5 separate regions of the Mus musculus genome follow, and all the other regions are linked to region 1. Evidence: chromatin contacts called from public ChIA-PET and HiChIP or PLAC-seq data. All regions are on one chromosome and are shown on one strand. Each heading gives the region's core, a stretch centred on a gene start, on an enhancer-like site or on the middle of the called end of the contact. The rest is flanking DNA. Distances are from core to core; before and after follow the strand shown. Region 1 holds the start of Slc36a3os (solute carrier family 36 (proton/amino acid symporter), member 3, opposite strand). Region 2 overlaps Cdc42se2 (CDC42 small effector 2). Region 3 holds the start of G3bp1 (GTPase activating protein (SH3 domain) binding protein 1). Region 4 overlaps Atox1 (antioxidant 1 copper chaperone). Region 5 holds the start of Hint1 (histidine triad nucleotide binding protein 1).

Evidence for each region. ChIA-PET counts read pairs in DNA pulled down with a chosen protein or histone mark. HiChIP or PLAC-seq counts read pairs in DNA pulled down with a chosen protein or histone mark.
Region 2: an RNA polymerase II ChIA-PET map of memory CD8 T cells shows a contact between it and region 1, with 50 read pairs. The contact joins the enhancer-like site here to the promoter of Slc36a3os in region 1. A contact is called at or near these places in 2 of 39 promoter capture datasets (the C10 cell line and pre-B cells) and 3 of 115 datasets of contacts at active chromatin or transcription factors (embryonic stem cells, memory CD8 T cells and thymic regulatory T cells).
Region 3: a contact with region 1 is called in an H3K4me3 HiChIP or PLAC-seq map of embryonic stem cells, with 3 times the contacts expected there. The contact joins the promoter of G3bp1 here to the promoter of Slc36a3os in region 1. A contact is called at or near these places in 6 of 115 datasets of contacts at active chromatin or transcription factors (bone marrow-derived macrophages, embryonic stem cells and memory CD8 T cells) and 1 of 9 other capture datasets (embryonic stem cells).
Region 4: an H3K27ac HiChIP or PLAC-seq map of embryonic stem cells shows a contact between it and region 1, with 4 times the contacts expected there. The contact joins the enhancer-like site here to the promoter of Slc36a3os in region 1. A contact is called at or near these places in 1 of 15 datasets of contacts at CTCF or cohesin (the NIH/3T3 cell line), 5 of 115 datasets of contacts at active chromatin or transcription factors (bone marrow-derived macrophages and embryonic stem cells) and 1 of 9 other capture datasets (embryonic stem cells).
Region 5: a contact with region 1 is called in an H3K4me3 HiChIP or PLAC-seq map of bone marrow-derived macrophages, with 3 times the contacts expected there. The contact joins the promoter of Hint1 here to the promoter of Slc36a3os in region 1. A contact is called at or near these places in 1 of 15 datasets of contacts at CTCF or cohesin (the NIH/3T3 cell line), 2 of 484 Hi-C or Micro-C datasets (embryonic stem cells and regulatory T cells), 9 of 115 datasets of contacts at active chromatin or transcription factors (CD8 T cells, T-cell acute lymphoblastic leukemia, bone marrow-derived macrophages and 3 more) and 1 of 9 other capture datasets (liver).

Annotation. Positions count from the first base shown.
Region 1 is chr11:55,135,560-55,138,627 of GRCm38.p6, reverse strand. It overlaps Slc36a3os (solute carrier family 36 (proton/amino acid symporter), member 3, opposite strand), which reads right to left and starts at 1,629. Exons shown (of 2, transcript NR_167707.1): 1 at 1,461-1,629. It overlaps Slc36a3 (solute carrier family 36 (proton/amino acid symporter), member 3), which reads left to right. Exons shown (of 11, transcript NM_172258.4): 6 at 1,255-1,339.
Region 2 is chr11:54,725,933-54,729,000 of GRCm38.p6, reverse strand. All of the region lies in intron 3 of Cdc42se2 (CDC42 small effector 2), which reads left to right. Among named protein-coding and RNA genes, the nearest start is that of Cdc42se2, 60 kb to the left of the region's middle. Within about 2 kb of position 1,445, at least 168 of the 459 cell types and tissues checked have an H3K27ac peak or open chromatin away from gene starts, as enhancers often do. A contact at or near this core is called in memory CD8 T cells and thymic regulatory T cells, where this site is marked.
Region 3 is chr11:55,468,173-55,471,240 of GRCm38.p6, reverse strand. It overlaps G3bp1 (GTPase activating protein (SH3 domain) binding protein 1), which reads right to left and starts at 1,489. Exons shown (of 12, transcript NM_013716.2): 1 at 1,440-1,489.
Region 4 is chr11:55,448,905-55,451,972 of GRCm38.p6, reverse strand. It overlaps Atox1 (antioxidant 1 copper chaperone), which reads left to right. Exons shown (of 4, transcript NM_009720.3): 3 at 1,348-1,516. The coding sequence ends at 1,472. Among named protein-coding and RNA genes, the nearest start is that of Atox1, 11 kb to the left of the region's middle. Within about 2 kb of position 1,457, at least 11 of the 459 cell types and tissues checked have an H3K27ac peak or open chromatin away from gene starts, as enhancers often do. A contact at or near this core is called in embryonic stem cells, where this site is marked.
Region 5 is chr11:54,864,808-54,867,875 of GRCm38.p6, reverse strand. It overlaps Hint1 (histidine triad nucleotide binding protein 1), which reads right to left and starts at 1,493. Exons shown (of 3, transcript NM_008248.3): 1 at 1,276-1,493. The coding sequence starts at 1,386.

The sequences.
Region 1 (3,068 bases), core at 380-2,879:
GTCCTCTGCCCAATGACTCTCTTCTGGAGGAAGAAATCACACAGACACACCATGGTGACAGTTTATAAGAAGACCAGCCTGGACTCTCCAAAATGACCTGATGAAAAACCAGTGCAAATGCAAAAAATGTGCAAAAATATTCCACATGGAAAAAAAAAAGACAAAAGAGGTACAGCCAAACACAACATAAAGCTTTGGAAAATTTTTAACAAAAAAAAAATAAAAGTTAAGTCAGATACAGTGGCAAACCTGCAATCCCAGCACTTAGAAGGTAGAGGCAGCAGAATTAATAATTCAGGGGCAGTCTGGGCTATATATGAAGTTTAAAGCTAGCCTTGGCTATGTGAGACTATGCCCTCCCCCTCAAAGAAAGAGATATTTGTAAAATAATTAAAATATATAAATTACATATTTGTTGTTAGTTGATTTCTGACTATTAAGAACTAAGAGAAATATGCCTATGGTATTTCAAGTAGATATTTCATGACTTCGGAAATTATCATTGAAATGAACTGAATTGAACTGAGTACTTTTGGGGAGTGTGGGGTGTGTGTGTGTGTGTGTGTGTGTGTGTGTGTGTGTTGTGACTATAATACCCAGAATGCAATTCAAGGCCAAAGGTAACTACAAATGAATTTCATTAGAGTAAATGGATGTGGGTGGTTGTGGTAACACCAGCACTATCAGAGTAGAGGCAAGAAAATCAGGTTTTCAAGGTCACACTGGCTTTGTGGTAACACCAGCACTATCAGAGTAGAGGCAAGAAAATCAGGTTTTCAAGGTCACACTGGCTATCTGGCTAATCAGAGGCCAGCCTGGGCACCACAAGGCCCTATCTCAAAAAACTAACTCTCCAAAGCCAGAGTTTATGGCTGTTAATTTCTCTTGTACAACCAACTTTTTCTGTGGGTCAGACATTTCTCAAAATAAAACCATCAGAAATAATTGTTTTGAAAAGGAAATCAAAAAAAAAAGGGGTGGGGGGCTGGAGAGATGCCTCAGCGGTTAAGAGCACTGACTGTTCTTCCAAAGGTCCTGAGTTCAATTCCCAGCAACCACATGGTGGCTCACAACCATCTATAATGAGATCTGACACCCTCTTCCGGGGTGTCTGAAGACAGCTACAGTGTACTCACATATAACAAATAAATAAATCTTTTTTTAAAAAATAGAAAAAAGAAAGAAGAAAAGAAAAGAAAATGAGATCCATCCTAAACAGTAACTTATTTCCCTTGTCCTTGTCTTCCTTCCCAGGTACGTTGTGAGCTTCCTGCTGATCGTCACTCAGCTGGGCTTCTGCAGCGTGTACTTCATGTTTCTGGCGGACAACTTACAACAGGTAAAGAGGGGTCTTCTGGGCAGAGTGGGTGGGAGGAGAGCAGACCTCCCGATGCTGGGGCTGTTAGTGTCTGCCCATATTAGACCACAGTTGAGACCAGAGCAAAGCCAAAGCCCCTAACCTTTAGGCTGGAAAGCATCTCAAGTTGTCACATCCAAGATATCTAACGAGCGGTCACGTTCCCCTCATCTCGTTCCTAATGCAGGCAAGTCAGACAGAGCCTTCTTTTACAACAGCTTTGTGAGACAGAGGAGCACACCCAGCCAGACAGGAAGAACAGTGTGCCTTGTAACAGAGGGACTGTTTGAGCAGAGGATGCTCAATGCTCAGCCCCGCCCCGCTTCACCCACAAAGTCTAAAAAGGATGTGCTAATGTAACAGAAACTCCTTTCTAGTCATGTGAGCGGGGAAACCACCACTTCACAGGGAAGAAGAGATTGTCTAGCAGACAGAAAGAGCCTTGTGCCTTTGGGCTTCAGGATGCTCAATGTTTCCCATCGTCAGAATCACACGCACTACAGTAAGGCGGTTAGGTTTGCCCAGTAAAATGCAGGACACCCAAAACCAGACACAGAGGTTCACATCCATAACACCAACATTTGGAAAACAGAAGCAGAATGATCAAAAGTTCAAGGTCATTCTCAGCTATGCGGCAAGGCTGAGGCCAACTCTGAAGGATATGCGAGACCCTGTCTAAAGTGCTTGTCTGCTTGTCTTGCCAGCCCAAGGGCCTGGGTACCATCTCCCAGGATCCCCATATTTAAAAAAAAAAAAAAAAAAAAAAAAAAAAAAAAGCCAGGTTTGGGCTAGAGAGATGGCTCAGCAGTTAAGAGAACCAAGTGCTCTTCCAAGGGTCCTGAGTTCAATTTCCACCAACTATATGGTAGTTCACAACTATTTATCTGAAGTGGGATTCGATGCCCTCTTCTGGTGTGTCTGACTACAGTGTACTCTCATACATAAAATAAATACATAAATCTAAAAGAAAAAAAAAAAAACCTAGGCTTTCTGGCCTGCAGCTGTAATTCAGTGCTGAGGAGGCAGAAGCAGACGGATACCTGCAGCTCACTGGAGGGCCAGCCTAGCCTAACTTGCCCAGTACCAGGCTAATGAGAGACCCTCTCTCAAAAGCAAGGAGGGCCACATCTGAGGAACATTACTGATTTTGTCCTCTGGAGCCCCCAGCACCACACACATGAGTGCAGAGACACAGAGAAGACACGTATTGATGCAGCTGTAGCGATGGCTCAGCAGTTAAAAGCACTTGTTGCTCTTTCGGAGGATATAGACCTGGGTTCGGTTCTCAGCACCCACATGGTGGCTCAAAGCCATCTGAAACTCCAGCTCCAGGGGACCTGACTTCCTTTTTTGGCCTCTTCCAGGACTGGGCATGTACATGATGTATAGGCAAACATTTCATACAAATAAAATTAAGTAAATCTAAAAATGTCTTAAGGATTCACTTATTTTATGTGCATGAATGTTTTGCCTGCATAAATATATGTGCACTACAGACTCATGAGAGTCAGAGGAAGGTATTGGCACTCCTGGAACTGTGAGCCACAGTGTGGGTACTGGGAATGAAACTCATGTCCTCTGTAAGAGCAACCAGTGTTTTTTAGCCACTGAGCCATCCCTCTAGCACCGGAAAAAAAAAAGATATCTGGCTATACTGAAATGTCACACAAGTCGTGAATAATGTCTTTTCTACTGTGGCAGTAAGTTTTCA
Region 2 (3,068 bases), core at 196-2,695, 410 kb after region 1:
GCTCCTTCACCGTACTGTCCATTGCCACAAACAAAACCCTGGGAAGAAAGTCAGAAACGCCTTTTGATGAATTAAGAAGAAAAACAACTGCTGTTTCAAATAACTTAAAAAGCTCTAGCTTTATTTTCCTGTACCTACCCAGTGCCTCACACTGGATTACCCAGTCCTGTCTGCAGGCCGTATGAAAAGTTCCCATTAACTGGCAGCTTTTATGAGTTCTAAAACATTGCCTAAAAGACCCTATTGTTGTAAGTCATCTGACCTCATCTGGGAGATTGTTGTTTATTTAGAAAATACAGTGTGCAGTTTCAGGTCCTGTTGTGTGGTAGCCTGAAAGTCAATGCCTTTCTTGGTCATGAATTCTTAAAGGGCCAAAGTGAAGTTGCTTCTCTGACACCAATAGCATGGGCTTATTTTTTTCCCCCTTGGGTTTTATGAACCTGCAAGAATGGAGGCTCAGGCCTTTGCTTGAGGTTATTGTGGTCGGGTTCTGTCTCTCACATGACTGATATACAAGTACCTCAGAAACTTGCATTTCGCTCCTTTTAAACCAGTAACAGTCTGATGTAAAAGTTTAGAATGAAATGCACATTTTCTGTAACTAAGGACACTTTAGAGATTAATTACCCAGAATTAACAACACATTGATTTGGCTAAGAGTACTTACTGGCCATTCTTCCACAGGACTTGATTTCAGTTCTACCCAAGCTAGGTGGTTCACAATGACCTGAGACCTCAGTTGCAAGGGCTCTCATCCTCTGTCCTCTGCGTACCGTGTGCACACATTTGTGCATACATGCATTCACAGCGTGTAATGCTAACACAAAGTAAGAACATTCTCCTGCTTCTAGTAGGTAAGATAGGAGTTGGAAGGGGCCCAGGGTCAAAGCCAGCCTGGTTTGTATAGTTACTAACTGGTTTGCATAGTTAACTAAATAAAATATTTATGACAAGACTCCATAGCTCTCTTCTTCACAGGAGAAAGGACAGATTGGATGTTTTCAGTATTTAGGAGAGGAGAGTCCGTCATGTTCACTGTTAGTCAGAAAGCATCCAATTAAAGTGATCAGGGACATCCTGACAGCTGGGAAGATTTTCTCTGCTCTACAGCTCTTGAGATGTGAGGGAGGGTGGAGCCCACGGCACCCAGGACTAAGTATAAATGTCTAACTACAAAGGCAGGTGTACTGAGGAGGCTGAGGCAGGAGGATTGCAAATTCCATGCCAGCCATGGGTACTTGGCATGATTCCACTACCCCCAGTCAGCCACCAACCACTAAGCACACCATATTTTTCAAGCATAAGGTGGATTTTTTGTTTTGAACAGCACACTTTTTCAAGTACATGGTATTAAAATTTCAAGACAAACACAGATGCAGTTGTCAGCAGCCAGGGGAATTCCACAGTTGGGCCTCGGCAAAGCAAAACAGGAAGCTTGAGAGGGCGCTCACAGCCCTGCTGTGTGGACTTGGGTAGAGTCACTGTGTTTCCTGGAACACTTCACTCTTACAGGACTCTTCATTAGCTGCCGGCCATGCAAATACTCCTAGTCATGCTTCAGATGCTTTTCATTCTGTATAAGGTCAGGGATTAGAGGCACAAATGTGAACAGTTGTGCTAGAGGAGAGGTGGTTTGGCAAACGTTTCTTTCTATGGAATTTCTGCATCACTACATCATAGTTGGAGTGTCAGTATCTAGTGATTGGGAGTTGACACAGAAGGTCTTGCCACCTTGTGAGCCTTGCCCACATGTGCTCTGCATGCTATCAAAGTGTGTTTATGTCCCTTAGGGAAACTCAGCTGACTGAGAAGAGATGATAGCAAGGAATTCAGATTGATTTTGGTTCGCTATAGTTTAACCTGTCTCAGAGTTCTGTGATTAACAAGGAGTGACTCCTGGTATAGGTAGCAACAGTTACCACCCTCAGAATAACTGCACAAGTGAAGGAAAGCACATGCTGGAGGATCCATTTAAATGAGCTTCAGGAAAATGCTGACAGACATGTGGGCAGTAGATCAGTGCCTACGTGGAGAAGGGATGGGGAAGGGACTTTTAGGAGGATGGGTGTGCTCACTGTGTTGACTGGTGTGGGCTCAAGTGCTTGATCCCCACCCCCTTCCTTTCTGTTTTCATCTCTTCCTTCCTCCACCATCTCATCTTAAGACCTTATCTTAACAAGGACATGTGTCTTTGTGAAAACAGTGAGCTGGAGGCTTCCCACCTTTGCCTTTATGTGTGAGCGTGTCCCTGGGAATGTGTTTGCACACTCTCCCTCAGTAGCTTACTGTGGCAGCTGTTCTCCGAGCCTCACCCAGAAATTCAAGTAAGTCACTTAGTGTAGGGGTGTGGGCCATGTGTGATTTCTTCCTAGCACCACAGGGGGCATGGTGGCTCTTCAGTCTTCAGGGCCAGGATTATAGAAACCAGGATGCCTGGAAGGTGTGACTCCAGTATGCCAGGTCTGCCTAGAGAGGCCCTCCAGCAGGCTGAGTGTACAGCAGAGGCAGTTGCTCTTGCAAGTCAGGTTCCTGTGAGACGTTGGGAGATGGCCCCTGTCCTGCAGATCCTTTGCCCCAGGTGTACAGCTGCTGTCCTTTTCTCCTTGTGATGAAGTCTCTGTCTCTACCCTCCAGAAGGTCTACTAAGCTGTCTCACTTGGGATACTGGAAATTGATCATGCTTTGGAGTACATACGGGTGGGTGAACTAGGATGACTGGCTTCCGAGGGTCACTCTAATGGTTTTTAGCAAAAAGAAGAGGAGACTACTGCCACATCCGTTTTGGCTTTGCTTCTTAAGGCTCTTCTGCAGAATTATGACTTACTGCTCCACACAGGAACAGTGGGGGGGGGGGGGGGGAAGTAAGAGGAGTGTAGTGGGGGCAACATACCCTGAATCTGGGTGAGCAAAGCTAGAAGGGTCTGAACCTTCTCTTGGCTTTCTGAGACCTTCTTGATTAAAAATGAGTGGGGCTCTAGGACACCCTTACTAAAGGCCTGGAGATTAACTTTAGAGAAATAAAGCACAAATGACCTGGGTAAGATAGCTCATACGTTTATTCCCAGCAT
Region 3 (3,068 bases), core at 240-2,739, 330 kb before region 1:
AGATCCTTGAAAATAGCTTTGCAACCCGTAGAAGTCAAACCAAGTAAGTACTAAAATAAATTACTCGGTTGGGCTTAGTGGAGGCACCTTAACTCTTGGCACCGAGAAGATTCTGAGATCCTCTTGAATTCCAGGCCAGGAAGGGCTCCACAGTAAGAATTTTTAAAAAAGGCAGTTGATCATCGATGGTTCGGCAGGAGACCTAATGGCTGTGCTTGCCAACAAACCCAATCGGTGACTGTGACCCACTGCACAATAACTGGACACTGGACACCATCCTCTCCCCAGCAATTTCAGATGTGACTTATTTTTGTGGCTCTGGTGACTGAACCCGGGGCTTCCTGTATTCCATGCCAAGTGCTCCACCTCTGCACTGAAGCCCGGGCCGGTCCTATCCAATTTCAAACTTTAACTTCAACTCTTGTAAGAATTTAAACACTTTGTTTCCTTGGACTTACGACCTTCTCAAACAAAGGTTTTTTTAATCTAAGTTTGTTCTGATTCACAACTAAAACATTCTAAGTTAAAAAGGGGTCTTGAAGAGTCAAGATCTAATGTCAGAGTTTGACTTCCTGTTGGCGGGAATTTCCCGTTACCTCGAGGTGCGTTTCGGACCTGCTGAGAGGCACACTCGATTACATTACACTCACTGTATTTTTCTCTATTTTTCCCAGAAGCTAACTTGGAGGCGCATCTATCTATCTATGTAAGTGCGAAGAAAGCTAAGTCTTCCTTTGTCATTCAAAACCCCACTCCTAATCTCTTCTCTGGAGTCCCCCACTGGCTCGCAGATGCCACCACGGGACTTCTTATACTGGGGTTTGCACCTCAGATTCAAGAGCTCAGTGGCCGATGGTGTCCCACAGCCACGTAGCCTGCACAGATGCCTGTCCTTTCCCTACAGAGGGCCTTGATTCCACCTCGTTCTCCTGTTGACTGGACCTACCTGATTGCACCCAGGTGACCGGGAAGGGCGGGAAAAAAGGGAACTCTCGGCATAGTGCAGGGGGAAACAGTGGGGGGATTGGAGAGATCACGTCTTGGCGTGGCTGTCTCTGCACCACTGAGCCCTTGAACCCGGGGTCGCGCGCCTCCGTTCTGCAACCCTGGGAGGCGCGATCACGCTCTCAGCTTGGGCTCCCCCAACCCCCATCCCCATATCCGAAGGCTTCCTTAGGGTCCAGGCCCAGCTATACCATCCGGAAGAGCCGGCGCGCGCCAGAGAATGCGCGTGGAGCACGCAGGGCCGGCCAGACGCGTGACGCCCGCCGTTGGTGCGGTGGACCACGCGCGGGCCCTAAAGCGCAGGCAGGAGGCCGCGCCGGCCGTTGGTGGGGGTGGGGACGCGCCGCGCGGTCTCCCGGGGCGCCCCGCTCGCGGCCGCAGCTCGGCTCATGCCCGGCCCGCATCCGATCAGCCCCACCCGCGGGCCCAAGTACCTGCGCGGCTGAGCGGGAGGACAGGGCTGCTACGTGGGAGGAGGTGGCGGCGTCCCTCGCGCGATGCCGCGGCACGCGTGCCCGCCGCCCGCTATATAGCCGCGCTCAGCCGAACCTGCTGCTCCCGGTCGCATGCAGGGACCAATGGCCGCCTCGCCACCGCGCCCCTTGGCTATGATTGGACAGCGTCTTTGTCTAGAGGCCGAGCTCCTGAGTGGCTGCCGCATCTGCCTATAACTGAAGGAGCTAGAGCCCAGATGGACACGAAACCTCGCCAATACTCAGATGGTCTATAAAAATGAGGGCGGGATGCACTGAGAGCGACACTCAGACAAGCCAATAGTTGCATGCACCCGTTCTCATTGGCTTACATTTCTTTTTCTGGGCGGAAACCCACTGTCCAGGCAGGAGCGGTTGATCCACAAGGTGGGGCCCGTGTACTTTGGGGAAGTAAACCCCATGCAACTAGGAGGTAGGCGCGGGCGGGGAGCAAGGAAGCCCCCAGCCAATCGCAACACCGAATGGAGCTGATTGACAGGGAGGGATGGCCCTCTCCAAAGGCAGCCCCAGGGCCGCCGTGCCCTCTGGAGCGGTTAAGAGGATGGACTAGCTGCGTCTTCCGTTCCCTTTCCTTTCTCTTCCTCTTAGGTTGAATCCTGTCCTCGAGGACCGGTCTCCCGCCTTCCCAGGCGACTCTGGTACCCGGGATCTAAGTAACAGTTTCCCGGGTTTTGTTTTTTTGGTTTGGTTTTTTTCTCTTCGCATCAAAACTTTTTTTGCATGCATTTCGGAAGAGCAGGAGCTGCTGACCCTTAGCATTACTCAGCACGAATGCAGTGGCGACCGAGGACAGCGAAACTGGCTTGGTCGGCACCCCAGAGCATACCGCGAGGCAGCCTCCCTGGCGTTTGGGAATGCTCTTGTTCCCGGGTGGCTTCCAAGCTGGCGTGCCCGGGTGGCTCCTGGACGTTTTCAGGTTTTCCAATCTTGTGATTGCAGAGACAACATCCCATCTTTGATCACCCTCTGGCTGGCGAAAGTTATAGGATGCGTCACCACCAGCCATTGTCACATGCTTTTCAAACTGAAATGGGAACTTTACCCAACTCCTAGGCAGACACGCCTAAGGTTCCCCCATAAAGGCTCCAGGGTCCAAATAGTAGTACCTCAGTCTGCTGCTGACCCCAACTCGGGGGGGTTTTGTGAGCCTTCTGGCCACCATGAGCATTTTATATTAAGAGCTGTGATCCAAATGCTAAACACAAACTAGACTAGTCTGTGTTCCCTGGAGGCAGGGAGAATTCCAGGCCATCCTGAGCTACACGAGTCCAAGGCCATTCTGAGTGACATGAAATCCTGAAAGCAAGCTAAACTCGCATTAATTTGTTTTGTTTCAGGGCTTTTCGAGGCAAGGTCTCCCCTTGTAGCCTATGCTGAGCTGGATTTACCATACCCTAGGCTGATCTCGAACTCGCCATCCTCCTGCCCTAACCTCTTAAATACCGAAAATACAGGTGTTAAAGTGTTACAGCGAGTTTCCAAAAGGAACACGTGCACAGTTCCCACGTGCAAAGGGAAAGGGCTCGCCCAGCCCAGGCTGGAAGGAAAAGGCAGCCAGGCAGAACCTGG
Region 4 (3,068 bases), core at 208-2,707, 310 kb before region 1:
GCTTGCTGGGTGTGTTTGATGCTCTAGGTAGCAGTAACACACACACACACACACACACACACACACACACACACACAGGCTGGGGAGCCCCAGGGCTTCAGTAGTAGAATACACATGTGAGACCCAGTACCACGTTGAGAGACACAGAGACAGAGACAGACAGACAGAGCACACAAGCATTAAGTACTCAGTGAGAAAGGGTGCTTGCTGCCAAACTTGAGTTTAATTCTAGGACCCACATAGAAGGAGATATCTGACTCTAAGTTGTCTTTGACTATCATACACGCTCTCACACACTCACACACATGCACACACACATGCACACACACACACATGCACACCCCCAACACATGTACCTCACTCATTTACCTCCCTCACATGCATGCTCATTATGCTCACTGACACACTGTCATACATTCCCTGACTCACACACATTTATTCTCCCACACACTCAGACTGACACACATACACGCTCGTATACAGATTCTTTTCACACACTTGTTCACTCATACTTGCTAACAGAGACTCACACTTAACACACACTCACCCGTGTTCTTATTAAAATTAATAAGATTTTTAAAGAAAGCGGTTGGAGAGAGAAGAGTACAGCTGCTCTTGCAAAGGTCTGGATCCCGTTCTCAGCACCATATGATGGTTCACAGCCAAGGAAACCAACGCTCTCTTCTGACCTCCATGGTCATTGCACAAACGTGGTACACAGATATACATGCAAGAAAAACACATACAAAAAATAAGTAAGTTCCCGCCTGAGAAAACGCCTTGATGGTTAAGAGTATGTACTTCTCTTGGAGAGGACCGAGCACCACATCTGTCAGCTCACAACCACTTACAACTCCAGACCCTACACCTCTGGCCTGCAGGGCACCTCTACTCATGTGAACATACCCACACACTGGCCCAAGCATAAACATAATTTTTAAATCTTTTAAATAAGATTATAAAGAAAGGGAAGGAAGGAGGGCTTGCTAAATTGGGAGGTTGATGTGGGCATGGGAAAGTGAGGTGGTAGTGATAGTAGGATTGGGGGGCGGGAAGACGGAAAGAGAGGAAGGAGAAAAGGAGAGAAGAGACTCACTCGCGGGGCTGAGGAAAGAGGTTAGAGTGGAGTGTGCACCTGGTACTTGAGGCCTTGGATTCAAGCCCCATCACCCAAACGCCTTACACATAGAGAAGAGCCTGCAGCAGAGCCTGCCGCGCTCACAGTACCTAAAACAGAAAGAGCTCGCCGGGTGTGACAGGAATATTAAGGAGGCCGACCTCTTTGTTCCAGTGAGTGGAAGGGTCCTGCTTCCCCCTCCTACATCCCAGTTTGCTTCTTCCCAACAGGAGTGGAGTTCAACATTGACCTGCCCAACAAGAAGGTCTGCATCGACTCTGAGCACAGCTCAGACACCCTGCTGGCAACCCTCAACAAAACAGGAAAGGCTGTTTCCTACCTTGGCCCCAAGTAGCCAGGACCTGGGCGAGTCCTTCCGGATATAAACTGAAGAGGCAGGTGGGTGAGGTCCCAGCCATTGTTGCACAAGCCTGTTGCTTCTCCTGGGGTCCCTCATCTGAAAGGCTTGAGCCCAGAAGCAGTTCAGATTGCAATTTCTTTGGGGTTTGGAATCTTTGCCTAAATCCACCCAGAGGGCATCCATAATAGAAAAACCCCAAACCTTCTCACCATCCAGCTGGCACTGTCTAGTTTTGGAGCACACTGCAACTGGGGTTCCTGGATTTGAGGTGCTCAGACTGGACTTGGGCTTCTCGAGAGAGAGGTAGGGGGTGCCCTGATATGTCCAGCCCGCTGCCCCTCTCTGGAAAGGTCACAAGCACGTCCTCATTGTCCAATACAAGCGAGAAGTTCGGGGGTCTTGAGGGCCTCCTGTGAGCAGACAGAGTGCTGTGTTATGTTCCCAGAGTCCCACGGGATTCGAGGGGCACCTTGCTTGGTCAGCGTGCTTTCAGTTTAGAGTATGTGACTCTTCTGAAATGGTGAGCCTCTTACTTTGGTGAAGTGGCTGTCCCTTCACAGTAGTGTCCCACACTGTGTCCCAAGCCTCTGTCATCCCTCTTCATGAGTTCTTGCTCACCCTGCCTTTCCTTCCACTTGGAGCCGGATGTGGCGCCAGCCCAGCCTGGTGCAGAGTCAGTGACCCATCTAAGCTATCTTCCTTCCATGTTACCGGTCCCAGGGAGGCAGGAAGTGGACCAGTGCCAGTGCCCTTCTGTCAGGAAGCAGGACAGTCGCCTGCCCACCCAGCAGTCCTCATTGTGTCCAACACCCTCGCTTCCTCTGCAGTGTGTCTGACCCATGAATTACTGCAGTCACTTTGGTGGTTTGTGTTCTCTTTGGAACTGAGAAACACGAGGCCTGGTGAATGTGAGTGAGCTGACCAGAGCCCCACGAAGGTGGGTGGCAGAGGAGGGAAGGAGCCAGGCAGTCTGTGCGAATGTGTAAATGATAGTTACGATAGTGCTGACTCTATCAGTGACCCATGAGGGCCCCTGGCAGAGGCCAGCTGTAATCAACTGGGGGTGAGAGGTTCCCCTTTGTGTAGAGTATCCTCCTTAATGTGAGCATTTGGAACCTAAGCCATGTGTTCTGTGTCTATGGGACATTCCAGCAAATTAAAAAGTGAAGACGATCCAGTTCACAGGAGGCTAAGGCAGGAGAGGAGAACCAGGAAGTCAAGGCTAACCCGGGTTAGAGAGAGAGACCCTGACTCAAAAAGTAAATTTAACAAGGACAATGACAGAAAATGAGGGTGCCTGCTACTGAGCCTGACAACTTGAGTTCAATCTCCCATGTGGTGGAAGGAGAGAACTGAGTCCCTCACATTGTCTTTTGCCCTTTACACGCGCACACGCAACACATGCACATCCACACACACTCAGAACACACACACACACACTAAATGTAGATAAGGAAGGAAATAGAAGTTAGTGCTCCCTGCCTTTCCTGGCCCTGGACTTGGTCCTCTCCCAGGAACGAGCCAGCGTGGAGTCTGGGGCTCAGCTCCGCTGTGGTTCGCACAGCCTGGACGTGCTTCCTGTACCTGAGA
Region 5 (3,068 bases), core at 244-2,743, 270 kb after region 1:
TTATCAAAACAACTGCAAACAATGGTTCTCTTTTGTTTGTTTTGTTTTTTAATGTGGGGTCTCCATATAGGCCAGGTTGGACTTAAACTGATTCTCTTCCCTCCACCTTCCAAGTGCAAGAACCACAGGATGCTGGTTTTGTGTTTAAAGCTTTTTCTTTCTTTCTTTGCAAGTGTTCTGTTTTGCTTTGTTTTTGAGTTAGGGTCTTATTCCATAATACAGGCTGGCCAGTCTTATGGATGGTGGGACTGGGATTACAGAACACACTAAAAGACTTGCAAACTTTGTAAATGAAATGGGCCTTTTTCTAAGACTAGTGACAAATACAGGCAATTTAAATAAAACTCACCTCAAGAACCCAATGAAATTTGGAGTACTATTTCAAGTCTATGTGAACATTACCAGTAGCATTAATGCTTTCTCATATTGCATGTTTCTTAAAGTGAACTGAACAAACCCGTATAAAACCTTTTGGTCAATGGGCCAAGCTCCCACCCTGCTTTATGTGAGACTGAAAGCCATAAACAGAACTGTCTAGGGAATAATTTACAAAATTGGTCTTCACTATCGACTGAGATTTCATCTATCAAGGAGGGGAAAAAATACAACTTTGGATCTTGCACCATAAATGTTTTCTCCGATCAGCAGGGTGTGGGCTGCCTGCAATCCTTAGCATATGGGTGGTGGAGGCGGGGGATCAAGGGTTCAAGGTCCGCCCCAGTTAGTTAGTCAGCAAGTTCATGGCCTGCCTAGAGTAGTGAAGCCGATCTATTAAAATAAAACAAACAAAACACCCTAAAGCAGTATTTTTTTAAAAAGCTTGAAGGGCTAATTCCAGTCCCCAGAGGCAACGTCTGCAGCCGGAGCAGGGGACAGGGAGCATAAGGATCTCGAATCCCCGGTCACCTCGCAGTGCGGGGACCGCTGCGCGCGGGAGATCGCGGAGATTGCGCCGGGGGCAGGATCCGGTTTCCCGAAGGCCAGATTGACACCCGCGTGGTGGGTGGCGGCCGCGGGCCCCGGTGGGCGTCACCCCACGGGTCTGCACTTTACAGGGGGCCCGGGCGGGCGTCACCTCCCGGGGCCTCCGCCCGCATCACCTCACCAGGGCCGCGACACGCGGCGGGCCGAGCGGCCGATAACGCGTAACCCGAGCGCAGGCACGCGCCGCAGGGCCACGCGGGCGCAGGGCCAGGCCAGCCGGGCCGCGCGTCGCCTCAGGCCCGCGGCTCCTCAGGGAACGCCGGCGTGTCGCCGGGCAAGCGGCAAGCCTACCCGGTCGTCCTCGAAGATGATCTTGGCGGGGATTTCTTTGCGGATGATCTTGCCGAAGATCGTGTCGCCGCCGGGCTGGGCCACTTGAGCCTTGGCAATCTCGTCAGCCATCGCGGCCGCTCACTGTCCTTCCCGCGCCGCGGCCACAGTGGGGAGAGGAACCGCGGGAGCGCGCGGAGACTGCCGGCTCGCGCCCGGTGGGCCTGCGCGTGCGCACTGGCGCCGGCGTGCGGCGAGCGAGGGAACGAAATGGGCGGAGGAAACGCCCTTTCTTTGCCTCTGCACCTCTATAGGAAATTTTGATTTGCCAGTTCTGGGAGGAGGCTCGGCTTGGTACAGTGCTTTCCAAGCGCGTACGGAGTTCTAGGTTTGATCCCTTCCTCTCACGAGCCCGGCTTGGTGCTGCACGCCTGTAATCCCAGAGTTTGAGAAATGAAGACAGGAGGATGGAAGAGTTTAGTTCATCCTTCTCCACATTGTTTGAGGCCAGCCTGGGCTACCCGAGACCCTGCTCCAGAACAGTCTGGTTTCTATTTCAAGTTGTTCTGATCACATTTACTGGGTGTGATACCTTAGCCTTCCCTTTTTTAATTTTTTAAAAAAGATTTTTATTTTATATGTAGATGAGTATTTTGCAAGCATGTGTAAGAGTGAATCACATCTAATGCTTTGGATCCCCTGGAACTGGAGTTACAGTTGTGAGCCATGTGGGTGGAGGGAACTGAAGCCTGGTCCTTTCTGCAAGAGGAACAAGTGCTCTTGACCGTGATCGTTTAAACCCTCAGCTGTTTGAGGCCTTAGCTAAGAGCCAGGTGAAGTCTTACATCAGGTGGGGTTTTTTTGTTTGTTTGTTTCTTGCTGTGTGTGGCAGCAATTCTCAGTCATAACTACACACTAAAAACCACTTGGGAGCTCTTTAAACATCTCTGGCCACACTCTGCATCAATTAAGTCCAAGACTGCAGAGATGAGACCTTAGGTGGCAGTTGTTTGTAAGCCTCTTGGGCCATTTTCCCCGGCAGGAATCAGCTTCAGGTAAGATGCTCCACCTGGAAGAAACAAAAAGTCTTCCTTGGCCCCACCTCCACCCTTCCTCCTCTCTATCCCTTTGCTCCTCCTAAAAAGTGTTTTCTACATATGGTGTGCACTTTGTCATCATTGGTCCTTTGGGTCATTTCCTCCTTGTCGGGATTAGGCAGGACCTCCAATCAGCGTTCTCTAGACAATCGCAGTTGTCATATAGATCTGTTGGCCTGGTTGCTACAGTTGTTACCCTTGTCTTCTTTCAACATCTCACACCCTTGCCCTCTGGATGTTGGTTTTTTTTTTTTTTTTTCCTGCACGCTAAGCCTCCATTTCCATACCTCATTAGATTTTGTTCCTGGCCCTCTTATCTGACAATCTCCAAGTGGCCATAGGAAGAAACCTTGGGGACTTAGAGAGATGGTTCAGCGATCAAGAACACAAACTGTTCTCACAGAGGCCAGCACAAACATCACAACTGCCTGTAACTCCAGCTCCAGGGAAGTCAGATGCCTTTGGCCTAGCAGGATGTCTTCAGTCACCCATGGACATGTGAGCACACAGGTCTCACACACACACACACATGTATACACATAATTAAAAAAAAATAAAATGGGAAAACTTAAGCCAGATGATAGTAGTGCATGACTTTAATGTCAGCACTCTAGGGCAGAGGCGGACAGATCTCTGAGTTCAAGGCCAGCCTAGTCTAAAGAGCAAGTTCCAGGAAATCCTGTCTCATAAATAAATAAATAAATAAATAAATAAATA